Regions from separate parts of the Mus musculus genome. Here regions 2, 3, 4, 5, 6 and 7 are each linked to region 1. A link is a contact called in public Hi-C, HiCAR-type, HiChIP or PLAC-seq and promoter capture Hi-C data. All regions are on one chromosome and are shown on one strand. Each heading gives the region's core, a stretch centred on a gene start, on an enhancer-like site or on the middle of the called end of the contact. The rest is flanking DNA. Distances are from core to core; before and after follow the strand shown.

Region 1 (3,597 bases), core at 728-3,227:
CCGGCACATCCAATGGAAGGAGGGGTCGTGGAGGGTGGGTGAGGGCATAGGAGGAAGGGGTGGGTCCTCCGGGGTCATCAAGCCCTGCCCCAGCGCCCCCACCCTCATAGGGGCCAAAGTCATTGGAGGATTCACAGAAGTTGACCTGCTCTTCCCCCTTGTCTGCAGGCTCGGTCAAGGTCCGAACATCACTGATACTGAGGGTAGCCTCGGGCTCTCCCCCTGCAGGAACCCCAGAGCCGCCTCCCATTTCTTCATCCTCATCATCCTCACAAGTCAACACCAGATCTTCCTCCTCTTCCTCATCTTCTAGATCGGGGTCTTGGTGGACCAGGGAGGCTGGTGCAGGGCAATTTCTAGCTTGCTTCACATACACCCAGTGTTTCTGTGGCACTGCACTGGCAGGCATGCAGTTAGACCTCCGGAGCCCAGCCCCGGGGGCCACGGCCCCTCTCCCATCCCCACCGTCATCGCATAGCTCATCGGCCTCCAGCAGCAACTTCCCGGAGGTGGTACCCGCACTGCCAACCACAGGGGCTGGGAACACCGGGCCACCATCCCGACGGTTCCCACTACCTGCTGCTGAGGCCACAAATGCATCCTGGGAGGTAGAGGAGAAATCAGTCGACTCCCGGGGGCTGAAGTAGTTGCTACTGCTGGGAGACTGATTCTCACTGGCCCTGCTGGAGGTATGGGAACGGACAGAGCCTACGGTGGCAGGGGCGACAGTGCCCCCATTCCCTGATGGGACACTGGCACAAGGGACAGAGACAGAGGGGGCTGCAGCAGTAGTGACAGTGGTTGTAGTGGCTGCGGATCGACCCTCCCGAAGGAGTTCAGTGCACTTATCCACAATGTGCCACATCTGGAGGACCGACCCCACTGTGAGGAAGTTGACAATGTCCGCAGCAGCCATGCTGAGGCGGCCCGTGTAAGCTGAGGCCAGGACAGTCTCAAAAGCGCCTGGGTCCATGACGCTTGGCAGGGAAATGGAAGTCATGCCTTTCAGTAGGACCTGGTCGTGGAAGTAAGGAGAGGAGGCAGCCAAGACGGCCCTGTGAGCGCGGAACTCCCGTCCCTGCACGCGGATGGACACATCACAGAGCTGACCCTGGAGCCGCTGCTGGTTGAGGGATTCCAGGAGGGCACTGGTCACCTCAGGGAAGGACACGTGTACCACTGCAGCTGCCGGCAGAGGCAGTGGCGGTGGAGCCAGTGACAGAGGCAGTGGGAGTGTGGCCCCACTGGGTGACAGAGCAGACGGCTCCATGCTGTGGAAGGAGATACCCCCCCAGCCACAGGAACAAAGGAAAGAAGAGGGCGGCCGGGGGGGTCTCTAGGGAAAAAAAAAAAAAAAGAATAACAGCATTTTGAAAGCATCACTGATTTTAAGCCATCACAGTATTTAAAAAAAAAAAACAGGTACCCCTGTCAACCCCATGGTACAGACGGGGCAACTGAGGCTCACTATTAAGTAAAACATCCAATCAAACACCACCAAACCGCAGCGCTAGCAAAGAAAGTATTCCAAGTTTAGTACTCTCGCTCCTGGGTCAGGAAATAGGGGGCTCTCAGGGAAGGGGCGTCTATCCTAGTCTACGGCTTCACTCTCAAAAGAACGCCCCCTCCTTGGTGTTGCGTACCGATTTTCTTGGGGTGAAGGGGTGTTCTCCACAGTTCTCAAGCTCCTCCCCCTAGAGCCCCCAGTTGATCCCGACCCCGCCCCTTCAGGACCCTCCAGGGCTCCGCCCCCTGGATCCCCGACCCCGCCTCGTGTTTGCCCCCGCCCCCGAACCCCGCCCCCCAGTCCTCCCCAATCGCGCCCTCGGACTGTTCCCCAGCCTGAGGGGGGCCCCCAGCCCCGCGCGCCCCCGCTTACCTGGCCGCGCGCCCCCGGGCCCCCCCCCTCACTCCGCGACCAGAGCCGCAGCCCCAGCCCCTCCCGCCGCCATCTTGTGCCGACTCCCTCCGCCTTCCGCCTCCACTCCGCCTCCCGGACCTGCGACCTTAAAGGCGCAGGCCAGCACCCCTCCTGTGCCGCTGGGCAAAAGTCGACCGACAGCGACACTTTTCCTTTAAAGAACCGGCGCTTCATTCCGCCTTAAAGGTACCAGGTCCCGTCTGCGGCTGAGGACTCAGGAATTGGTTTGGCCGAAACCTTCGTTCCCCTTTAATCCGACAAGCCTACCTTGTCTCATTGACCAGTGCTGGCTTCCGCTTCCCAGGCTCCACCCCGAGCTCTGGACGTTAGCTTGCTCGCGGGATCTAACAGCCCTTTTCCCAGCATATGAGAACCCCCCAAGCCCCGCCCCCCTCCTCCAGGCCTGGATTGGCCAAATCACCTTGAGTCAGCCCCTGATTGGCCTTTTCACTCAGACCGCTCAAAACGAGAGAGGAAAGCTGCTTAAGAAGGCTTCCGAAGCACTTATCTTTAAAAGTGCCTAGGGGAAGAAGGCTCAAGGAAGGGTTAAGGATGAGGACGCCCTAAAAAGAGAGCCAGGATAGAAAAGGCAGATCCAGGTGACAGCTGTCACAAGAGAAAAGGCAAAGTAAAGGAAAGAATACAATAAAAAGAAATTCATTGTTTATTAATGTGTCTGTGTAAAACTTAAAACATTTTGATTTTTTTTTTTTGTCAAAAGAAACACCATCAAAACGGGAGGAGCTCTGTCCATCTTTTACTCCATCATCTTCCAACAGCCATACAAAAAACCTTCTGGATGCAGGGAGCACGGGGAGCATGGGGCCTGCTAATCAGAGTCTGAAAGCACGATGATCTCCTCCGGGTCGCACTGTGTGGCCACACTGGTCTGCAGACAAGTCAGAGGAGAAAGAAGGGTGAGCCAGGCATGGCGGCTCACGCCTTTAGTCCGAACACTCAAGAGGCAGAGGCGGGCTGATATCCGAGTTTGGGGCCAGCCTGATCTACTACATACAGAGTTCTGGGACAGTCAGGGCTACATAGAAAGACCTTGTCTCAGAAACAAAACAAAGCAGGATGGAAGGCTGGAAGATGGCTCAGCCACTAAGCACGCAGCTGCTTTGCAGAAGACCCGAGTGTTGTATCCAGTCTCACATGGCGGCTCTCTGCCTTCTCCGTGACTCCAGATCTATAGGATCAGACGCCCTCTTCTGGCCTCCATGAGCACCAGACACAAATGTAGCACATAGGTATGCATGCCAACAAAACACCTATTTACATAAAATAAGTCTTTTTTGTTTTGTTTTACATGGTCTCACTATGTAACCTTGACTGTCACTGGGTAGACTAGACTGTGGCCTTGAAGTTAGAGAGACCTGTATGCCTCTGCCTCCTGGTTGATGGGGTTAAACCTAAACACACACACACACACACACACACACACACACACACACACAGCCAGTCTTTGAGACTTTGTGTGTTCTTTTTCCTCCCCTTTATCCGCCCCCATCACTAGATAGAAAAGAAAGGATAGACAGGAGAGACAGGATCTCTGATTCTAATGTCTCTCTTCCTGTTTGTTCTTTGAGCAAGACTACTAACAAACCACAACCAACCCCTGTACTACCACCAACCATGCTTCCTGGAAGGTGGGGAGGCTCTGCCATTTATATGCT
Region 2 (3,597 bases), core at 457-2,956, 1.9 Mb before region 1:
TACTATGGGTGACAGAAATTGAACCTGTTCTGAGAAGGGCAAATTCTCTTAATTGCTGAGCCATCTCTCTAGCCCCACGTATGTTGTGTTTCCAAGACAGGCTCTCATTTTGTAGACTAGGTTAGCCTCCAAAGTGCAATGATCCTTCTGTCTCAATATCCGTATTTCTTGGGAGTTTGGGCAGGCACAATCTAATTTTTCCTTTCTATTTGTTCATTTAGAGACTGAAGCTAAAGCTTGTACCTCAAGCTGTCTAGGTAGCCTCTAGGTAGCCGGTGTTGACCTTGAACTTCCCTTGCCTTCTAGTCAGAATTCGGGGACTAATCATGTGAACCACTCTTGCTCTAATTAATCATTTTGTATCCCTTTAAAGCTTTGAGGATACTTAGTAATTTTCGAAACCCTGGAAAGAGAACATTAAGGCCTCTAACTTGAGCCCATTCAATCAACTCCCTTCTTCCTGCTCAGTTCCAGCACATTGCCACAGACTCACCTAATGAATAAAATCATTTAACTGGAAAAACAAACAAATCCCCTTGCTTCAAGCAAGTGTCTGAGAGAGGGAGGCACTGTCTAAAGACTGACATTCTCTTAGTCTGTCCACCCTACAGCCTGTCCTGACAGGATGACCAGAATGTCTTCAGCGTCGTCTGAAAGGCCCAAATCCCACGCAGATTTTACATACACCTTCTGTCTTAGGCAGGATTTCCATTCCTGCACAACCAAGAAGCAAGTTGGGGAGGAAAGGGTTTATTCAGCTCACACTTCCACATTGCTATTCATCACTGAATGAAGTCAGGACTGGAACTCAAGCAGGTCAGAAAGCAGGAGCTGATGCAGAGGCCATGGAGGGATGTTCTTTACTGGTTTGCTCAGCTTGCTCTCTTATAGAACCAAGACTACCAGCCCAGAGATGGCCCCACCCACAATGGGCCCTTCCCCCTTGATCACTAATTGAGAAAATGCCTTACAGTTGGATCTCATGGAGGCATTTCCCCAACTGAAGCTCCTTTCTCGGTGATAACTCCAGTCTGTGTCAAGTTGACACATAAAACCAGCCAGTACACCTTCATTCTTTTGGGACATCAGCTCCATGCAGTTTTCACCACGATCTTTGCAATTTTGTTTCTCTTTTGAAAATCCTTGAGACAACTCCCTTGGAAACAGAAGGGTAATTCTTTCTTCTGGAGGGATGCGAGGGAGCTGTGCCTTACTGAAATTCCTGTCTTGGGATCACAAAGAACTAGATACTGTGTATCAGGGAAGGACAACATAGTTCTCAGGATTTTCCGCTGAGCTATGCAGTCTGGCTTTTCTAGACCTACTGCGGTGGGCAGCTGGCAGGGCGTGTCCAACACACCTTCCAACTCTGGCACCTCAGATCTCCTAATTACTACATTTCTCCAAACCTCTTTTAGTACAAAATCCTCTCTCAGAATAGAAAATAGGAATCTCGTGTGAGGACATTTTTCATGAAAAAATAAAATCACACACACACAAGATAACCCCAATTCCTCATACAGTACCCACCCATTCCTAACTTCTTTTTGCAGCGTGGACAACAATAGAGAACTACAACTCCCAAAAAAGACTGCGCTCGCCACTGGCTCAGAAACCAATGGCCGCCTGGCACGTGATCGGTTGGTCTAATCAGCGACTGGTTGGGTAGGCTTTGTCTAAGACCCGGGGCGCCCGCCTATCTCCCGCCCCCGGCCGCGCGAACGCGAGCCCCGCCCTGCGCGCCTTCCCTCCTGCGCTCGCCGGCCTCTTCTGCCTCTTAGAACCTTCCTGCGGTCGTGCTTGCATCTCGCTGCTGCAGCCTCCCGGGCTCCGGTCCATCCTTTCAGTCTGAGACCGGCCCAGAAGAAAAAAACCCCAAAAACCTTAATTTTCTTTCTTGTTCGGTACCTACATTGGAACCATCAAAAACAATTATTTCAGTAAACCGTAGCCATGAGGGAAATCGTGCACATCCAGGCCGGACAGTGTGGCAACCAGATCGGTGCTAAGGTAAGGACTTTAAAATTTTAGCTGAAATATGTAAAGATGAGAATTCTGTGTTAATTGTGAGCATTGTTCACGGAGTTCTTGCATTCTCCACCCGTCAGATTTGGCCCCTCAAAGTTTTTCACGTATAAATATAACCCATATTTGTAGCTAGCGTTCTGATATTGAAAAATGAGGAAATGTTTTTCTTGGCACATTTTCGGAAAGCTAATAAAAGAGCCTTTCGAGTTTAGGGAAAAGGAGAGGCTGAGGGACTGTGAAGAGCTGGTCTTAAAAGGGGTTTTCTAACGGTTCGAGGACTGGAGGGATGCGGAAACGATCCGAGACAAAGCCGAGGCGAGGTTTTCCCCTTGCGCCACCCCCACCCAGCCTGGAGGGCTCTACTGGAACAGAATGGAGGGGGGAAGGGGCGAGGTTTGGCGGGCAGCTGCAGAGGTGCCCGGTGCGCATTACCTCTCAACAAAGGCTTGGACACTCCATCGAACCCGCCATCCCAATGCTTTTTTTAGGTAATGACTCTGTATAGGGGCCTACTTTTACTTTTCATTGCCCTTTAGGGTGTGAGCGGTATGAAAGTGAGCTTTTCAAATATGTGAGACTGTCTGGGAGACTAAGGAGAGGGAAGGAAGGGAATAAAGATAGGCAATGGGGCTTTTTAAAGATTTTTCCCCCTTTTTTGCTAGCAATTAACAATGTAGCGGGGGAGGGGAGGGAGGAAGTGCGGCCGCTAAATTGTAGCCGAAGGGTGGGACCCTTTGGGGGCGGGGTTGGAGCCCCTGGCGCGCAGGGACAATGCGGCCCCTACCCGCGGGGGCGCACTGGCCCCGCCCCTCGAGCTAGGCCCCGCCCGCGCTGCTCCCGCCTTTGTGGTTTGCTGGAGGAGCGGCCCGCCACCGCAGTCACGTGGAGCACGTAAGGGGTGGGCGACTGCAGTGGCCGCACCTTTCTCCCCCAACTCTTTTGTGCTGGCCTGGAAGGGCGGTTCCTGGCTTCAGGAGCCAACCTGGGTGCAAAGCCAAATAGGTGGGCTCCAATCCGCCCACATAGAGGTTTATAGCGCCTGACCCACCCATCACCGGTCCTATGCCGAAAGGTTTTAGCCTTCCATCGCGTAGGTTCCTCCATGGGACTTCCGCAAGCAGATAACGGAATTGCAGTGTCTTCACCTCAGCCTCGTTTCAGCGTGTCTGGAATTGAAATGAGGGGCGGGAGGCATGCCTTAGGACTTGAGACATTGAGGCCTCGTTGCTCTTCCCTGTGCAGTTCTGGGAGGTGATAAGCGATGAACATGGCATCGACCCCACCGGTACCTACCACGGTGACAGCGACCTGCAGCTGGACCGAATCTCTGTGTACTATAATGAAGCCACAGGTGAGGGCAGAAATCCCCACTTAACATTTATTCCCTGTCCCCTGTATTGGACAGTGAGCCCAGATGAATGCATCACTGGCTGCCCTGGAACTCCCATAGATCGTCTACCTCTCAAGTGCTGGGTTTAAGGAGAGCATCACCACGCCCTGTTTTTCCACACTTCTAAGTATCTATTACCCCTCTGCATGGTTCCCATTTTTTTTTCCCTAGACTCACAC
Region 3 (3,597 bases), core at 373-2,872, 1.6 Mb after region 1:
GGCCATACAGAGAAATGCTGTCTTAAAAAATCTCAAAGATCTTCTGTATTCCAGGCTGGGATGTTTTGCAACCCCTCAAATGGTCACATACCTAGTTCAGAGTATGCTGGGAGCTGACTTACGTCTTCAAGAATTAAAGTTAATCTGGAGGACAAGAAAGAGAATGTTCTAGGCTTAGAGATCCGTACTGATCAATCTTCAGCTCCTCTACAGAGGCCAGCCAAGAAGACCTGGGTGTGGTGGTGAACACATGTAATCTCATTACTTGGAAGGCTGAGACAAGAAGGGTAAGAATTCTTAAGATCCTGCTCTGAAAAAAAAAATCCCCGCTGGCTCATTCTCTTATTTCATGATACATGAAATATTTTCCTTAAGTTGATTCCATAAATTGAGTGTAGTGAATATAGTGAAACGTGTCTGTATTTTCAGCAATTGTCAGTTCCCACTGACACACAACTAGCCATAGTCCTCTGGCCTTAATGTTCCTCTATCACCTGTCTGAGGGCTCTCTTCACCATCTGCTCTTTTGAGTCTGTCATCGGATTATTTAAATTTTTGGATTAAAAATCTTTTCTTGGGGTTGGAGATTTAGCTCAGTGGTAGAGCGCTTGCCTAGCAAGCGCAAGGCCCTGGGTTCGGTCCTCAGCTCTGGGGGAAAAAAAAAAATCTTTTCTTGTCGTTCTTGCATGTGAAGATCCCCACTCATCTGCAAGGTTCCTTCCCTGAGTCTGCGTGTCGGCTTCCTCCGAAAAGCTGTTTCCTTATGGATGGCCCTGAAGACTCTTCTTGTCTTCTCTTGATCTTCCCTCTTCTGTGTATCCCTCTGGGGTACACAGTCCTCAGAGACCCTCGATCGTGTTCCAAGGACTCCCGCCCTCCTCCCCCCAGTCGGGGGAGCCAGTCTCCTGTCCTCACCTCTACAACCGCCGCCGGCACTAACGAAGCTCTCCGGACCTGGGAGGACCAGCGGGACGCGCACGCCGGGCGGCGGCGATGACACGGGGCCGCGCGCGCAGCGTGCGTGGTGACATCAGTGCGCTGGCGGCGGCGGCAGGGCTGTTTGTTCTGCTCTCCCGCAGCCGAGGAACCGAAGCAGTGGCGGCGGCTGCGGCGGAGGCTGCCAGCAGTGCCCGCGGGCGAGCGGGGCCTGTGAGCGCAGCGGCGCGGCGGGCGCGGCGGACGGGCCCCGGCTTGGCGTCCCGGACAGCGTGCGGCGGCGTGCGGCCTAGCGTCTCAGGTGAGGGGACCGGTGTCCTTCGCGGCCGCGAGGCGGGCTGCCGGGGCCCCACGGCGCGGCCCGCGTAACCTGCATTGCGTAATGGGGCTGGTGCGCCACCACCTACGCCATCGGCGCGGGGGTGGGGAGGCCGCAGTTTCGTGGGCCCGGAGCCTGGTGCTTCTCGCGCCCTGCCGGGGCAGCCCGCGCCGTTGGGGCGGCGGCGGCCGAGTGGGCTCGCGGACTTTGTACCGGGGCAGTTGCGCCCGCCGCTGTCCCCCTTGGCGCGGGCGGCGGCAGGGAACGGGACCGGGACCGGGACCGGGGGCGCGGGCGCGCTGGGCGGCCGGGGGCGGGCGGGGGGCGGGCCAAGCTCCCGGCACTTCCTGCCGCCGCCATTTTGTCAAGTGAGGAGGAGGAGGAGGAGGAGGAGGAGGAAGCGACTGCCTCTGGATCTGCGGTGCGCGCCGGGCCGCGTAAGTCCGGGCCGGGGATGCTGACCGCGGGTACCGCCCGCTCTCTCTGGTTGCAGTTCCCCCTTGGGGCGGGTCGCTCTTGCGCGTCGTGCCCCGGCGCGCTCTCCTTCCGTCAGCTGGGTACTCCTGCCAGTGCTGGGATAGCGAGTTCCCGCTTCATAGTCTCACCTTTCCGGCTGTCCCCGGAGCTCTGCCTAGAAAGAGGTAGAAGATTTTGTTCACAGGGAGAGAGCTTCCATTGCACGCCTGCTCCAGGCTGGACCCAGGGGACAGGAAGGGTGACGAAGGACCAGGAGTCCCTCTCGACCCACCCACTCCCAACCTGGAAGCCTACTCTTTGGGTGCTTTGTTTTGATGGGTCTCTGCTTGCTGCCGTCCCTTGCAATGGCTTCTTACTTGCAGGAGTGTGTCGGTTTAGGGTGGGGATGTTGGAGAGTTGTGATTCAGCAAAATGACCCCCCCCCCCCTTACACACAAACACGGAAATAGCACTTAAACAAGAAGCCCCCAAGGCCGAGCTGGGTTGGAGATGGGAAATCCCACGTTAGTGTAGTGGACAGTGTGAATACTTTTGCTCAGGCCGGTGGGTGAGTCATGTGCCTCTGCTGATTGGCTGACCTCCCTGTTACTCAAGACAAGGGTTTTTTTGTTTGTTTTTTTAAAAGTGTTTTTAGCCTGCTTGTTTACTTGTTTATGCTTTTCGAAATCTGGTGAGATTATCTCCTGTGTGTGTATATATGTTGGATGCCAGTTGCAGCAGCCCTCTTGAGAATGTCTTTACTTATCATCAAAGGTGATATTAATAGCCCCTGGTTACTAAAATCCAACTCTCAGTGTACTTCTAAGCCAATGTGCTCTTCAGTGCTATAATAAAAAATTGGAAAATTTTTATGAATGGAGATGTCAACTTCCCTTGGAATTGGTAGAGCTTGGGTGTTGTAAAGAATGTCACCCACAGGGCTAGACAGATGGCTCAGCGGTTAAGAGCACTGATTGCTCTTCCAAAGGTCCTGAGTTCAAATCCCAGCAACCACATGGTGGCTCATAACCATCTGTAATGAGATCTGATGCCCTCTTCTGGGGTTTATGAAGACAGCTATAAATTAAAAAAAAAAAAAAGAAAAAAAAAGAATGTCACCCACAAAAATGCAAAGGAATTATGAATGTGTTTTCAATTTCAAGAAGTCTTCAGCTAGCCGGGCGTGGTGTCGAACGCCTTTAATCCCAGCACTCGGGAGGCAGAGGCAGGTGGATTTCTTAGTTCGAGGCAAGCCTAGTCTACAAAGTGAGTTCCAGGACTGCCAGGGTATACAGACAAACCCTGTTTAGAAGTCTTCAGCTGGGGCTCAGTTTTATGGGCTTTACAATAATTTACAAGAACATTATTTTATTCACTTTAATTTGGATGGAGAATGATCTTTCCATAGAGGGCATTTATAGGTAACCAACTCCTTCCTTCTCAAAGCTTCAACTAGGAAGGTTGGAAAAGGTAACACTGTCAAAGACTGAATTGAATTGATCAAATCTAGAAGGAAAAGCCCAGAATTATAAAATATATTGTTGCTGATTTGTACATCCTATCTTTGGTAGCCAATAAAGTATTTAAGGACTCAAGGTAAAGTAAGTCTTTTTAAGTGGTATTAGTTGGTCTTAACTGGAAATAAACCTCTTTTTATCTTGTTAGCATTCTGCACATGCAAATTGCTAAAGATAAGGGATTTTGCTTATTGATGAAAGCTAGGATACAAAAGTGACTGGGACATTTTGGATGTTCTGAATGCCCGTGTGTTTCATTTGGAGGGCTGCAAGAGGGAACTTTTATCTAAGGATTGCTGGAGAACCTTAGACCACTTAGTAAAATTTCCACTAAATTATTGAATTATTTAAAGGAATTTAGACTTTGTC
Region 4 (3,597 bases), core at 703-3,202, 1.6 Mb after region 1:
TCCATGGTCTCAAAGAAACAATCTTAACTTTTAGGCTAAGCTCAACCTGTGAGGACATCAGAAATTAAACAAGACCTTGGGTGAAATCACACCAAGTGCTACAAAGTAAACTGCAGGATCTAGAGATATCATGGGGCTGTACTTTATCTAGGATTCCAGAAAGTATGGCACTCCAAAGAGGCAGTACACATAAAGCGGACTTATGTCGCATGTTCCCGGGTCACATGCACATGGTCCACTGCAACTGGCTTTCTTTTGCAAAAGTGGGGAGAAATTATCGTCAGGACATTGTATCTGGACAAATGGTAAAAACAAGCCCTTTTAATCACAGCAACAGCCTAATCTATACTTCTCTACCTCCCCTGCCCCAACTAAATTGTGAAGAACAGTTTTGGCTATCATATCAACTATTTCAGTATGTTTCTTTGAAGGATCTAGGCCTTTTAAAGAATGCCATTGTTATTACCCCTAAAGAAACTGCTAACAAGAACTGAGAGGTGGCTCAATGGCAAAGAACACACACTGCTCTTACAGAGAACTTGGATTTGGTTCCCAGCACCCACATGGCAGCTCACAGTAACTCCAGGGTATCCAGTACCCTCTTCTGACCACCTCAGGCACTGGGGGTGCATGTAGTTGCATAGACATATATTCAAGCAAAACAAATACATAAGCCTAAAAAGAATTGATAAACATTCCTTAATACCAATAGAACACCTACTTTAACATTTCTCAAAACCATAAGAAGGTACATGAATCATAGAAGCAGAGCTTGCTGTAGTTTATCCATTGTTTTATTTTTAGGGTTCTTCCAAGGATACCTCCCATGGTGACTTTCCACACAGCCAGGAGGAGCCAGGCATAGTGCTTAGAACAAGGCTGGTACTGGGTTACATTTTTCGTTTTGTGGAGCTGAGCATTGAACATAGGTTCTTATGTCAAGCATTTGCAATAATATATGATACATTGAGATATACTACTTGTATAACAAATAGCATACACATAAACAGTTATTTTTAAAGTGGTTTTTGAGAGGCAGGAGAGATGGCTCAGCAGTTAAGAGCACTAGCTGTTTTCCCAGAGGACCCAGGTTCAATTCCCAGTACCTTCATGGCAGCTCAGGGCTGTCTGAAACTCCAGTTCAGGTGATCTGACACCCTCACACAGACACGCGCAAGCAAAACACTAATACACATAAAATTTTCAAAAGCATCTTTATTTTGCAGTTGGAGAGCTCACATAAGGCCTTCTGTACATGCTAGGATAAAATGTTTTTCCACCAAGCTATATCCTTACAAACACTATTAATTGTTATGTAACGATTAATAAGAAAATAATATTTACTATTTACTTTGTGAAACTGGCCCTAATTCTTTACCCCTCCTTGAAACGGGGACTCACTGGAACCCAGAGTGGCTTAGAATTCATATAGTATAATCTGACCTCAAACTCGAGTCATTCTGTCTCAGGCTCCGGTATTCTGGGGTTACAGAAGTCAGCTACTACACATGGCCTTCTTCGTTTGTTTTAACGTTATCTCACATAACGTTTGTCAGGACCTTGTTTAGCAGTTAGATACTAATTTTCTCCTTTCAACATGGCTTTACCATTCTTGACTTCATTTCAGTGGCGGGGCGCAAGACGGTCGTCTCTGCTCACGCTGGCAAGTGTCTCGCTCGCACACACCAGGCGAGCACACGCGTGGGCTCGGACCTCTAGGTTGCATGCAGCTCCGCCCCTTCGAACCTTTCCATCTTCTCCCCTTGGCCTATTGGCGCAGGTTTTTGTTAACAGGAGGCGGAGAGTAAGGCGGGGTCGTCGGGGGTTGGCAGTATCTCCAACCACTGTCACGAAGAGGTGTAAAAATAGACAGGTAGCGAAACCAATAGGCGTGAAGTCCGAGGTTTGCAGAAGCCAATGAGATAAGGAGGCGGGGCTGGAGCGTGTGTGGAAGGACCCCAGGGATTGTTGTGGCGTCAGACGCGCAGAGTAGCGGTCTGTGTCCACGGCTCGGGTGTTCTCTGCGGCCATGAGCTACACAGGTAGGCCCAACAGGGTGAAGGCAGCGCTCTGGGCCGGGGCGTCAGGACGGGCTGAGTCATGCTAGGATCTCCTCTTGTAGTGTCGTGGTCATTGCCCTCTGTGGTCACAAAATGGCGTCTTAGGCTCTTCCCTTCGGGGTCGCATCCCTCAAGCTTCGGCTCTCACTGACCTCAGCCGGGCATCTTGGACTCTCCTGGCTACTCAAGGATTTGCTTGTGTCTTCTGTGACCGTAGGTCTTGGGCCTCAACGTTAGGTTCAGGCTTCCCGCACCTCCGTTCGTCATTCCCTGGCTAGTGCCCCACGGACACCCACGTCTAAGACGTCGCTTCTCAGGCCTGAGCTTCTGAGATCAGTCCGTTGGGGCGGCTGCTGTCGCCATTGCCTCCCTTGAGCAGTTTCTGTGCAAAACGTCGCAGACCCTTACTCATGGCACTCCCCCCACTTCATCTGGTATAAAGCGGGAGGGGGGGAGAGCCAACCTCCCCTACCTCACTCCCCCAGGGGGCGGTGAGAATCTGTAAATCTATATGAAGGCTCTGAACCGTTGCAGGGAGCTTTAGAGAGCAAGCTTGAACCCTGGTGACGAATGACTACTTTCCACTCAACTTACCGAATCAGGTGCTGAATAGACACTGAATGCTGACAAGAATTTCTTAAGCATCTTATAGGCGAGGACAGACAAAATACAATAAATATATTATTTTGGGTCTTGGGTATCCTGAAGAGATTCAGCCATTACACGGAGAGCTTTGAAGCCTCTGGGAAGGGTGACGTTTAAGAAGAGATGTAAGCAAAATAGGAAAGAGTAAAGATAGCTGTCGCTGTAAAACATACTGGGCTGGAACCGCCTACCTACTTAGATCAGTGATATTTGAGCAAAGAGGAAGGTGGGTGAGGAGCATGGTGAGGGGTGTGGAATATGCTTGAGTGACTGTAGAATCATTCTTGAGTGAGTTAGTTGCCAAGGCTCCCTGGGTTTGCCAATGAAACTTATCAGTCAGTGCCACAGACAGTGCCTCCCACTTTACTGGAGGTATTTCAGGCTTGAACTTAAGTGGTTGCTGGATAACCCACATTCTGTTTGGAATGTTTAAGGCTTTCAATGGAACCTGAGCTTTATGCCAGTCCTCCTAAGCCCCTGGGTCAAATGCTTGCCAAGAACCTTGGGATTTTTAACAACCATCCTCTAGGCCAGTGGTTCTCAACCAGGGTGATTTTGCCTGCCTCACACCTCCCAGGGGTACATTTGGCAATATCTGGAGTCCTGTTTTGTCTTATCTATATAATGTGTGTATGGGCAGGGGGGGGGTGGAGGTGGGGGACTGGTATGCAGTGCTACTGACATCTAGTGGATAAAGGGTAGGGCTGCAACTCTGCAGCCTGAAGCGCATAGTATGGCTTCCACCACAACATACTTTACTTTATTTACATGTATCTGTCTGCATCTACATGTATGTGTTTGTGTGAGTGTGTCAGCCATGTATGAAGGTGCCCCTTGGGACCAGAAGAGAACATGGGTCCCTTGAAACTGGAGTTAACGGAGGGTTGTGAGT
Region 5 (3,597 bases), core at 320-2,819, 1.5 Mb after region 1:
AGGTTAGGACTCTATACTAGATGACTGAACTCACACAGGGTATACTCTTCAGCTTTTGCTTTTGTTCCGCACTGTGATTCGTCTGACATCATTAGTTAAAGAATTTATTCATTTTCCTTGCTATACGATACTCTTCGGTGTGGAAATGTCACTGAGTATTTGTCCAGCTGTCAGTGGACACCTGGGGTCTATGGAGTCCTTAGGTGCAGTGTTGGTGGCCATGTCTATTGGATGTCTGCCTAGCAGGGGAAATACTGGATCTGAGGAGAGCCACATAACCATGCTAGAACAAGGACTGGAGGTGTGGCACAATGAGGGCTACAACTGTCACGAACATGCAATCTTTAGTTCTAACTTAACACTGGTTTGGGGAACGTCTAGCCAAGAGTCCAAGGCCAGCCTGGGCTACAACACATGCCGTGAGCTCAAGGCCCGGTCTGTATAATAAAAAATGAAAAGACGGCTAGGCATGTGGCTAAGTAATAGAGCATAGGCCTTGCACCCAGGCCCTAGGTTCCACTCCCAAGGTGGAGGGGCTGGTGAATGGCTCAGCGGGTAATGTCACTTGCCATGTACGATCCGGAGTTCCAGCCTCCAATCTCACACAAAGGTGGGAGAGAACTGACTCTACCTCCACATGGCTGTCCTTTGATCACCATATGAGCACTATAGCATCCACACACACACAAATAATAAATCCATTCCAATAAAATTGTGGCAGCTTCCCTACATAAGTGAGTCTTTCCACACTCCGGCCACCAGGAGACTTTAGGGGGCCTTGCTAGCCAGCATTTATCCAAGATGTTCCCATTTCACAGAAGGCAACTGAAGCTCAAAGAGAAGTATGTACTGCCTCCTAGACCTTCTCGTCAGAAGCCAGAACTGCCAACCTCTCTTCCACCCCGCCACCTCCGCATCCTGCCCCCATCATGCCCTCCCAGCCTGACTGTAAAGGGGGGGGGGCGGGGGAGACAAGACAGGGTCACGTGGAGCTAGGTTCTGAGGAAGGAAGCTAGGCACAGTACAGACGGCTGCTGGTTCTGGACTGGCCAGGAAATCAAGGTAAGGGAGGGTGTACGTGTGGCATCCTCAAGTATGTTCCTGGAGGCGAAGCTGAGAAGAGACCAGGGAAGATGAAGCCAGAATGTGGGCAGACAATGTTCAGAACCTTTTGGTCTCGCAGCAGAGACTCCTCCGCCATGGACCCACCGTTGCAGAGTGAAGAAGATTCCCAAACGCAGCCCTCGCTGCCCTCTCCGCTGACATCCTACCGCTGGCACACTGGAGGCAGTGGGGAAAAGGCTGCTGGAGGGTTCCGCTGGGGCCGCTTTGCAGGCTGGGGAAGGGCCCTGAGCCATCAGGAGCCCATGGTGAACAGCCAGCCAGCCCCCAGATCTCTGTTTCGTCGGGTCCTCTCTGCACCCCCTAAGGAGTCACGGTCCAATCGCCTCCGGTTTTCCAAGACCCTGTGGGGAAGGCACAAGAACGTGGCACCACTGGAACCCAAGCCAAATCCGAAGGCCCCAGGTACGCTCTCCCCCAATCCAGCTGGGGCTAGGCTGGGTGGCCGGAAGCCTGGGTGTTTGTCTGTCAATCTAGCATCAGCCCTCTAGACACAGGAAGTTGTGGGGAGTATGAAAGCCCAGCAGGAAGCGGCTGGGGCCCCTAGCAGCGCTCATCTCTCTTTCCCCCTAAACTGGGGCGAGGAAGACTGGCAGGACCCGTAGGCAGCTGGGGTTCAGCTGAGAAAGGAGCATTGAATGGATGCATGCACCTTAGTACTGTGAGGATGTCTAATTGTTCTTGGCACTGACGGTTGTTGTCTTCGGTATCCAGTAGACCAAGCCGTTGGCTACATGTGGATTTGAGCTGCCATATATACATAGCCTATGTCTTACTTTGTTTCCTTGAATGTGAAATTCCCCTTCTCTGCCTTAAAGACAACATTCATTCATTCATTCATTCATTCATTCAAGCAGATGTTCATTCAGTGTGTGTGTGTGTGTGTGTGTGTGTCCTTTATCACAACACGTGTTGAGGTCAGAGGACAACCTGCATTTATTTATTTATATTAGAAAGGAGCAAGCAAGCCATGGTTCCTGGAGTCAAAGGACAACTTTCAGGAGTCAGTTCTCTCCTTCAATTACGTGAGTCCTGGGGATCAAACTCAGACAGCCTTGGAGGCAAGCACCTTTATTTGCTGAGCCATCTTGCTGGGCCAAGCAGAAGTTTTTTGAGCATCGAATTGGTCCCTGAGTGAAGCACTAAGGAGAGATGTCAGCAAAGCAGATGACACTCCCTGCCCTGTGGAGTTCACGTTGTAGTGGGTGGGGGAGGAACAGTTACAAACCTGCTGCAAAATGAGAACTGGGAGACTAGTGGACACTAGGAAGATTAGAGACCAGGGCCTAGCATATACTAAGAGATCCAATTGTAGGAAAGAGTTAGGGCCTCGGATGTGGCTCGGTGATAGAGCACTTGCTTAACATGGGAGGGGTTGTGGGATTGTGGGTTTTACACCCACCACCAAGAAAAAAAGAAGAGTTGTATGTATCACCTCTAGTGGTAAAATCGGGTTGAAAATACACCTAAAAGGTTGGTTCCGGGCTGGAGAGATGGCTCAGTGGTTAAGAGCTCTGACTGCTCTTCTGAAGGTCATGAGTTCAAATCCCAGCAACCACATGGTGGCTCACAACCATCCATAATGAGATCTGATGCCCTCTTCTGGTGTGTCTGAAGACAGTTACAGTGTACTTACATATAATAAATAAATAAATCTTTAAAAAAAAGAAAGATTGGTTGAGCTGGCGTTTGCTGGAAGCTCATGGTTAGTTCAGCTCTTTTCCTGGAAAGTTTTGAAATGCCTTCCATTCATCAGGGTTAGGACTACTAAAATCCCAGCACTTGGAAGGCAGGAGCAGGAAGATGATCAGTCTTGAGTTCTAGGCCTGCGTAAGCCATGTAACAAGGCTTTATCTCAAAACAACTGAGGCTCTGGCGAGGTGACCGGCAAGTCAAAGCACCTGGTGGAAACCCTGAGCCCACATGGCCAAGGAGAGACTGACACCTAAGTGTTGCCCTTCCCCTTCCTGAACCCACACAAATAAATCAATAAAGTCAAGCTGTTCTCCGGCCTCCACTTGTGCCATGGCAAATGTGTGTGCACAAGCACAAACTAAATAAATGTCATAGAAACAGCTCAGCCTTCATGTTATATTTAGAAAAGTGGTTTCATATTATGGGGATTTTTTTTTCCAAGATAGGCTCTTGCTGCATAGACCTGGCTGTCCTCAGACTCACAGATCTGCCTGTCCCTGTCTCCTGTTTGTGGGGATTAAAGGTGTGCACCACCAGGCCCAATTCTTTCTTTCTTTCTTTCTTTCTTTCTTTCTTTCTTTCTTTCTTTCTTTCTTTCTTTTTTTCTTCCTTCCTTCCTTCCTTCTTTCCTTCCTTCCTTCTTCCTTTCTTTTTTTCCAGTTTAGGGACTCACACACAAAAGGCAAGTGCTCTACTACTGGGCTAAGCGCCCAGCCCTGCAGCAGTATTCTGAGGCCCTGTAAAGTGCCAGAGCTGGCCCACTACACAGGCTCCAGACAG
Region 6 (3,597 bases), core at 284-2,783, 1.3 Mb before region 1:
CCTGCACAGAGCAGGGTTTTTGTGGGTCTAGGTCGGACAGAGACCTGGACATGAAGGAGGGACAGACATGGGAGAGGTGGCTGGGAACAGGGGAAGGTTGACTATTTATGGAGAGAAAAGTTAAGTTATTTATTTATAGAGAATAGAAAGAGGGGAAAAATAGAAAGCCGTCAGATGACAACTAGGTCCCAGACACAAAGGTGTCTCACCTCAGACAGGACCCATCTAAGAGAGAGATGGCGAGAGAATTAGATGTGGGTGACCAAGGGGTTCTAGAAGAAAGCACGAAGCTCTAAAAGCCAGCCACTGCTTGGCTAGACATCCACAGGGACCCCCTGCACCATCTGTGAAACCCAATAAACCTCTTTTCTCTGAGATTCTGTCTGCTTGTGTCTGTCTTGCGTTGGGGGAGAAACTTCCTGGTCTCTTTAAGGAGTGGAGCAGGGGACAGAGGCCTCAGTTGGTCCATGGGATCCGGGCAGAGCAAAGAGACATGAGGAGCAGGCAGCTCCCAGAGACATGGTGGATTCACGGGAGTGAGGCAGCTTAACTGCCGGAGGAGACCCAAAGGATGAGCTAGGGAGATCCATCCAAGGGTGGAGAGAGATGAGGGTTCTGGGGAGAAGTGACTCCACTGGAGGGTGGGAGAGTGTTTAGGAGTGGGAGGGTGGGGGAGGGGAATCCTTGGAAGACCGGGGAGTCATACGGATTGGGAGAAATCCTGGAAGCAGGGCTGTGGGACCTAAATGTCTGAGTTGATGTACCGCAGTCAAGATATGGCAGAGGCTCCGTGGAAAACTCACTTGGGAGCAGGGACCCAAAGCAGCAGCCTGAGCTCATGATCAGAGTGAAAGGAGAAGGCTTGTGAGGTCCGTGAATTCCCAGGGCTGAGTTCATTCCCTCTGGGGCTGCCCCATACTCATCCCATTACCCCCCCCACCAGCCCTCCCAAAGCCCATGCACACTTCCCAACTCTCAAGCTGCTCTGCCTTCAGCCACTTCCTCCAAGAACTCAAACAGGGGGCTTTCCCTCCTCAATATCATGTCTCCCCCCTTATGCACCCAGCTTTCAGAAGCACCCCCCCATGCTAAGTTCTCCCCCATGGATGTCCCATTTAGAAATCAAAAGGAAATAGACACAGGCATGGTCTTTCTACAAAGAAACAGACAATGATTAGCTCTGGAGGACAGAGAAGAAATGGGTTTCAGTTCTCAGGGTCCTATACAACACACACACACACACACACACACACACACACACACACACACCCTCCTGATTGGCCCCAGATTGCCACAGAATCCTGGTGGGGACGACGGGGAGGAGATTCCTTGATGCCTGGGTGTCCCCAACTTTCCAAACCCTCTGCCCCCGCGATGGAGAAGAAACCGAGACAGAGGTGTAGGGCCACTACCGCTTCCTCCACATGAGATCATGGTTTTCTCCACCAAGGAAGTTTTCCGAGGGTTGAATGAGAGCTTTTCCCCGCCCTCTTCCCCAAGGGCTATAAAGGCGGCCGTCTGCACAGCCAGCCAGCAGAAGCTCCCTCAGCGAGGACAGCAAGGGACTAGCCAGGAGGGAGAACAGAAACTCCAGAACATCTTGGAAATAGCTCCCAGAAAAGCAAGCAGCCAACCAGGCAGGTTCTGTCCCTTTCACTCACTGGCCCAAGGCGCCACATCTCCCTCCAGAAAAGACACCATGAGCACAGAAAGCATGATCCGCGACGTGGAACTGGCAGAAGAGGCACTCCCCCAAAAGATGGGGGGCTTCCAGAACTCCAGGCGGTGCCTATGTCTCAGCCTCTTCTCATTCCTGCTTGTGGCAGGGGCCACCACGCTCTTCTGTCTACTGAACTTCGGGGTGATCGGTCCCCAAAGGGATGAGGTGAGTGTCTGGGCAACCCTTATTCTCGCTCACAAGCAAAACGGGTTAGGAGGGCAAGAAGGACAGTGTGAGGGAAAGAAGTGGGCTAATGGGCAGGGCAAGGTGGAGGAGAGTGTGGAGGGGACAGAGTCAGGACCTCGGACCCATGCGTCCAGCTGACTAAACATCCTTCGTCGGATGCACAGAGAGATGAATGAACGAACAAGTGTGTTCACACGTGGAGAGATCTGGAAAGATGTGGCCAGGGGAAGAGGGGATAAGCAAGAGATAAAACTCAGAGACAGAAATGAGAGAGGCATGAGAGATAAGGAGGAAGATGAAGGGGAGATAACGGGAGATCAAGCACAGAGGGCACCGCAGAAAGAAGCCGTGGGTTGGACAGATGAATGAATGAAGAAGAAAAACACAAAGCTGGGGGGTGGGGTGGGGCAAAGAGGAACTGTAAGCGGGGCAATCAGCCGGGAGGCTTCTCCTTTGGGGTGAGTCTGTCTTAACTAACCTCCTTTTCCTACACAGAAGTTCCCAAATGGCCTCCCTCTCATCAGTTCTATGGCCCAGACCCTCACACTCAGTAAGTGTTCCCACACCTCTCTCTTAATTTAAGATGGAGGAAGGGCAGTTAGGCATGGGATGAGATGGGGTGGGGGGAGAACTTAAAGCTTTGGTTTGGGAGGAAAGGGGTCTAAGTGCATAGATGCTTGCTGGGAAGCCTAAAAGGCTCATCCTTGCCTTTGTCTCTTCCCCTCCAGGATCATCTTCTCAAAATTCGAGTGACAAGCCTGTAGCCCACGTCGTAGGTAAGATTTCTTTACATGTGCCTTGAGAATGAAGGGGCATGATTTTGGGGGGCGGGTTGAGGGGTGTCGAGCCAGGCTGAGAAAAGACAGAGCTCTTAGAGACAGCACGTGAGAGTCAGAGCAGTGACTCAAAAGCAAGGCATCAGGGGGCCACCCGGGACCTCATAGCCAATGGGATGTGGAAAGACAGAGGGTGCAGGAACCGGAAGTGAAGTGTGGGTAGCTGCTGAGGCTCAGGATGTGGAGTGTGAACTAAGAGGGTGACACTGACTCAATCCTCCCCCCCCCCCTCAGCAAACCACCAAGTGGAGGAGCAGCTGGAGTGGCTGAGCCAGCGCGCCAACGCCCTCCTGGCCAACGGCATGGATCTCAAAGACAACCAACTAGTGGTGCCAGCCGATGGGTTGTACCTTGTCTACTCCCAGGTTCTCTTCAAGGGACAAGGCTGCCCCGACTACGTGCTCCTCACCCACACCGTCAGCCGATTTGCTATCTCATACCAGGAGAAAGTCAACCTCCTCTCTGCCGTCAAGAGCCCCTGCCCCAAGGACACCCCTGAGGGGGCTGAGCTCAAACCCTGGTATGAGCCCATATACCTGGGAGGAGTCTTCCAGCTGGAGAAGGGGGACCAACTCAGCGCTGAGGTCAATCTGCCCAAGTACTTAGACTTTGCGGAGTCCGGGCAGGTCTACTTTGGAGTCATTGCTCTGTGAAGGGAATGGGTGTTCATCCATTCTCTACCCAGCCCCCACTCTGACCCCTTTACTCTGACCCCTTTATTGTCTACTCCTCAGAGCCCCCAGTCTGTATCCTTCTAACTTAGAAAGGGGATTATGGCTCAGGGTCCAACTCTGTGCTCAGAGCTTTCAACAACTACTCAGAAACACAAGATGCTGGGACAGTGACCTGGACTGT
Region 7 (3,597 bases), core at 694-3,193, 1.2 Mb before region 1:
TAGGGATAGGATAGGGATACTTCAACCCTTGGCAGCAACTGGAATTGCAGCTTCCAGGTGTGCCTAGCATCCTTCAGACCTTGACACCCATCAGCATTTCAGTTTCAATGTGTCTCAAAATGGACTAATATTGCTCTGTGTGTGTGTGTGGGGGGGTGGTACATATGGAGGCCAGAGAGCAACCTTGGCTGCCATTTCCCAGATCATGCCCACCTTGGTTTTGTGTGTGTGGTTTTGAGATGAGTTCTCTCTTCTCTCATGGCCTTGACCTACCTATGAGAGTGTGGCGGCAGGCCAGTGAGTCCTAGGGGATCCATCCGTCTCTCGCCTCTACAGCACTGGAACTACGGCGGACGCCAAGTGCTTCTTTCTCCCTCCCCCCCTACTCTCTCTCCCCATATATCTTTTAACCTGCTCCCACCAGGACAGTCAGGTTATTCCTCTGCCTCTACAATATCCCATGCATGTCTCTGGTACTTCAAACTGTTACTGATGACCACTGGAGAGATGGCTCAGCACTTGCTGTTCTTTCAGAGGACCTGGATTCGATCCCCAACACCTACATCTGGGAACTCACAATCACCAGTAATTCCAGTTCAAAGAGATCTGAACTCCTCTTGGTACAGGAACCAAGAACCCAGGTGGCACCAGGAACCCACTTGGTACATATGCATATATGTAGATATGCATACAAATAAAATAAAAACAAATAAATGTTTCTAGAGTTAGGAAAATGGCTCAGCGGATGAAATGCTTGCTAACAAGCATGAGGACCTAAGTTTGGACCTCCTGTACTCATGTCCAGGCTGGGCAGATCACTCCTGTCTGTAACTTCAGCACCGGGATGCAGAGATAGAAAGATCTCAAGCTCTTTGGCCAGTCCATATGGAATCTGAGCTCAGCCATCCAAGTATCAAGATTCACTGAAAGATGAAAAGAATGTCTCAAAAAATAAAGTGTTTGCGCGAGCCCTCTGGACGTCAACCTCTGGTTTGTAAAGGCCAGTGAGCACCCACCAATATACATAAAAATTCACAGGAAAATGTTGAGTAAGTGTAAGTGTGGTGAGAGGCAAAGATTTCTACAGTCAAGTACTAAGAAACAAAGAGGGGAAGTAGTACGACCTTTAAAGCTGAAACTCATTGTTGAAGGAACATTAATTATAAAAACAGTTTTTAAAACTATTGAGCATAAAAATTAAATGTCAAATATCCGCCGTAGTTAGTCGCTGCTAAAATTTGGAAGAGTAGGTCATTCCTTGCCTTTGTTCAAATTGTTTGCATATATTATGCAAATACCCAGAACCATTCGAAGAACGCCTACTCGAAGAAAGTCAATGATACACTCCTCTGGACCCTTTGATTGGCTTGCCTATCCACTTCATTTGCATGACGTGATTTGATAACTGGAAAGCCCCGCCTCCCTGACGCGTTTACCTCTCACGAATGGACACCAGACCTGAAATTCTTCCAGGGTCTATGTAACTCCGCCCTCGACTAACTAATCCCTTCCATTCGTCGCAGTTCTTTCCGTCTTCTCCGCTGAGAGTGACCGGGGCCTAGCATCCCTTCCCTGCGTGTCTCTCGGCTCCCAGCCGTCCGCGGACCAACTACGCATGCGCATCCTTTTTCTCCCACCATCCGTCGTGTAAATTCTGCGCCCCAACGGCCTCGCATTCCGCCCGGTCTACGCGTCTCAACTGCCGACGCCAAGACGTCTCCCTAGCCAACCGGCGTCCTAGCGTCTGTAAGTCCCTCCCCTTTATGCAAATATCCTCCACACACTGCCTTTATTTTTTTAAAGTAGGGACAGCCCTGAAGAGCGGAGGGGTCGGAGAGTAAGGGCTCCGCCCCCTATGCAAATAAGGGGGCGTGCCCAGCCGCGGAGGGAGGCGGGAGGTGGGGGGTGTTCCCGGGGGCGGCGGTTGCCCGGATGGGCCGTTAGTCGGAGCCCAGCCGCGGAGTGAGCGAGGGAGACGGGAGGAGCCGAGCGCGGCGCCATCCGCCGCCATCCGCCCCCGCCCCGCCGCCATCCGCCCCGGGAAGCCTTTGAGCCCGGGTCCCGGACCCCCACGCACCCGGCTAGGTGAGTCTGGGCGAGCTGGGCGCTGACGCCCTTTCCGGCGCGGGGCGGCGGCAGCGGCGGCGGCGGGCCGGGGGAGAAGCTGCCATCAGCCGCCGCCATCTTGTCCTCCTGCCGCCGGCCTGCCCCTCCCCCTCGGCCTGCGCCGGCCGCTCCCAGGCCGCTGTGGAGGGCTGGGGGCGGCCGCGGCCCAGCAGCCTGCTCCTCAGGGCACGACCGCGCTCCAGGCCGCGGTTCCTGCTCGCGTCGCGCCCTCGGCCCCTCGGCCGGCCCGGGGCCCCTCCGCCGCCTGTAGACCTACCCTTTGAGGGGCTCTTGGTGTTTCTGGAGCCCTTGCTGCCACCCGGCGCTATGGCTCCCGGTCTTTCTTGGTCTTTGCGTCGAGTCACTCTGGTTCTGGAGCCCCGCTTTCGGCCAGCATCTTCGCCTTTCTGCGTCCCCCAAGCCTCTGCGTTCCCTTTTCCCCCCATGGCCCTATCTCCTCCTCTTCCCTCTTTTCTTCTGAGCTCCCCTGACACTGCCCCTTGTCAGCCTTCCTCAGCCGTTCCTGCTTCCCTCCCTGCTTTCTGCTTGATTCTCTCTTTAGCAGTTGAAATCTGTCTGCTCTACGGTTTTTCTGCTTTCTCCCCCTTTCATGGTAGATTTCAGATTGCCTTCCTTAAGTGCCTAGAGAGCAACCCCTGTCTTCTTTTCTCTGGCTTGTGGTAAAGTTAGTTCTCTCCCCGATTTTGGCTTTCATCCTAGGCCTGCATGCTTTCTTGCTATCTTCCATCTCTTTTTCACACTGTTCCCACCCACAAATGAATGCCCGGTCACTCGAGGATGGATTCAGATGTAGAGTTTTTCCTGCCTGAGGAGTAAGGGCTGTTAGGGGAACAAATGACTGCTTATGAAGAGACTGGATGAGGATAAAAATGGTAGTTGGTTCTGGGTTTGGCCTCTGCTGCCTGGCCCATGGTTACAGGGTGTTGTCGAGGTAGCTCCGTCATGCTGTGGTTTTCCTCAGTTTTACATGGGGTCCACTAGTTTTTTGTTTTTTTGTTTTTTTCTGCCAGCAGAATTGTTTCCAAGAGCCTGTGTGGGGGCTATGTAAGGAATAGATGGAATATTTTGCATCCAGGGGTTCTGTGGAGCCCCTGTTGTTTAGTAAGGCTTAGTCTGGCACCAGCTCCTGGTCTGAGAGCAAGCTCATAAAAATCCTTAAGCTCCCAGCATACCTTCCTTCAAACCTCCCAGATGGGACTTAAGGCTGCTGGGAATGAAACCTGGGACACAGGGCCCTGGGGCGTGATTAGGGAGCTGGTGTCTAATAGGTTGACAATCTGAAGTTCTTGTACTTGCTCGATAGAGTTGTGTACCTCATTCTGGTTTTCTCTGGGGCTTTGACTTGGTTGTTCAATTTAATCGTATGTCTCTGAAATTATTTTGGAGGAGTGTAAGATTAGTTGCCATTTCTAAATGGCACAAAGGATAGATGGGTAAGATACTAGGTTGCTACTTGGTTTTCTTTGTTGG

The links. Promoter capture Hi-C pulls out the DNA fragments that hold promoters and counts their contacts. Hi-C and Micro-C count contacts between places; a contact is called where the count stands out from the background. HiCAR-type assays count read pairs that join an accessible place to other places. HiChIP or PLAC-seq counts read pairs in DNA pulled down with a chosen protein or histone mark. Capture Hi-C pulls out chosen DNA fragments and counts their contacts.
Region 2: a contact with region 1 is called in a promoter capture Hi-C map of liver, with 3 times the contacts expected there. The contact joins the promoter of Tubb5 here to the promoter of Zbtb22 in region 1. A contact is called at or near these places in 5 of 39 promoter capture datasets (the C10 cell line, cranial neural crest, hippocampal neurons and 2 more), 1 of 484 Hi-C or Micro-C datasets (erythroblasts), 3 of 115 datasets of contacts at active chromatin or transcription factors (astrocytes, pancreatic cancer cells and pro-B cells) and 2 of 9 other capture datasets (adipose tissue and liver).
Region 3: a contact with region 1 is called in an H3K27ac HiChIP or PLAC-seq map of microglia, with 5 times the contacts expected there. The contact joins the promoter of Brd4 here to the promoter of Zbtb22 in region 1. A contact is called at or near these places in 4 of 39 promoter capture datasets (cranial neural crest, hippocampal neurons, liver and 1 more), 2 of 115 datasets of contacts at active chromatin or transcription factors (embryonic forebrain and microglia) and 1 of 9 other capture datasets (pancreatic islet).
Region 4: a contact with region 1 is called in a HiCAR-type map of astrocytes, with 6 times the contacts expected there. The contact joins the promoter of Akap8l here to the promoter of Zbtb22 in region 1. A contact is called at or near these places in 8 of 39 promoter capture datasets (the C10 cell line, cranial neural crest, hippocampal neurons and 4 more), 7 of 115 datasets of contacts at active chromatin or transcription factors (astrocytes, embryonic forebrain, embryonic hindbrain and 4 more) and 1 of 9 other capture datasets (pancreatic islet).
Region 5: a Hi-C map of B cells shows a contact between it and region 1, with 5 read pairs. The contact joins the promoter of A530088E08Rik here to the promoter of Zbtb22 in region 1. A contact is called at or near these places in 3 of 39 promoter capture datasets (cranial neural crest, maxillary cranial neural crest and stem cell-derived epiblast-like cells), 1 of 484 Hi-C or Micro-C datasets (B cells) and 2 of 115 datasets of contacts at active chromatin or transcription factors (embryonic stem cells and forebrain).
Region 6: a Hi-C map of B cells shows a contact between it and region 1, with 7 read pairs. The contact joins the promoter of Tnf here to the promoter of Zbtb22 in region 1. A contact is called at or near these places in 1 of 39 promoter capture datasets (the C10 cell line) and 1 of 484 Hi-C or Micro-C datasets (B cells).
Region 7: a promoter capture Hi-C map of embryonic stem cells shows a contact between it and region 1, with 3 times the contacts expected there. The contact joins the promoter of Prrc2a here to the promoter of Zbtb22 in region 1. A contact is called at or near these places in 5 of 39 promoter capture datasets (the 3T3-L1 cell line, the HPC-7 cell line, cranial neural crest and 2 more), 2 of 115 datasets of contacts at active chromatin or transcription factors (pancreatic cancer cells and stem cell-derived neural progenitor cells) and 1 of 9 other capture datasets (liver).

The regions. Positions count from the first base shown.
Region 1 is chr17:33,914,556-33,918,152 of GRCm38.p6, reverse strand. It overlaps Zbtb22 (zinc finger and BTB domain containing 22), which reads right to left and starts at 1,977. Exons shown (of 2, transcript NM_020625.3): 1 at 1,880-1,977; 2 at 1-1,336. The coding sequence starts at 1,270. Daxx (Fas death domain-associated protein) reads right to left here. Exons shown (of 8, transcript NM_007829.4): 8 at 2,563-2,810. The coding sequence ends at 2,751.
Region 2 is chr17:35,836,410-35,840,006 of GRCm38.p6, reverse strand. Tubb5 (tubulin, beta 5 class I) reads left to right here and starts at 1,706. Exons shown (of 4, transcript NM_011655.5): 1 at 1,706-2,010; 2 at 3,271-3,379. The coding sequence starts at 1,954.
Region 3 is chr17:32,282,158-32,285,754 of GRCm38.p6, reverse strand. Brd4 (bromodomain containing 4) reads left to right here and starts at 1,622. Exons shown (of 20, transcript NM_020508.4): 1 at 1,622-1,692.
Region 4 is chr17:32,348,932-32,352,528 of GRCm38.p6, reverse strand. It overlaps Akap8l (A kinase (PRKA) anchor protein 8-like), which reads left to right and starts at 1,952. Exons shown (of 14, transcript NM_017476.2): 1 at 1,952-2,042. The coding sequence starts at 2,030.
Region 5 is chr17:32,400,986-32,404,582 of GRCm38.p6, reverse strand. A530088E08Rik (RIKEN cDNA A530088E08 gene) reads right to left here and starts at 1,569. Exons shown (of 1, transcript NR_029458.1): 1 at 1-1,569. It overlaps Rasal3 (RAS protein activator like 3), which reads left to right and starts at 1,002. Exons shown (of 18, transcript NM_001374604.1): 1 at 1,002-1,062; 2 at 1,184-1,527. The coding sequence starts at 1,200.
Region 6 is chr17:35,199,943-35,203,539 of GRCm38.p6, reverse strand. Tnf (tumor necrosis factor) reads left to right here and starts at 1,533. Exons shown (of 4, transcript NM_013693.3): 1 at 1,533-1,885; 2 at 2,402-2,456; 3 at 2,635-2,682; 4 at 2,977-3,597. The coding sequence starts at 1,700. The coding sequence ends at 3,395. Lta (lymphotoxin A) reads left to right here. Exons shown (of 4, transcript NM_010735.2): 4 at 1-375.
Region 7 is chr17:35,163,223-35,166,819 of GRCm38.p6, reverse strand. Prrc2a (proline-rich coiled-coil 2A) reads left to right here and starts at 1,943. Exons shown (of 31, transcript NM_020027.3): 1 at 1,943-2,085.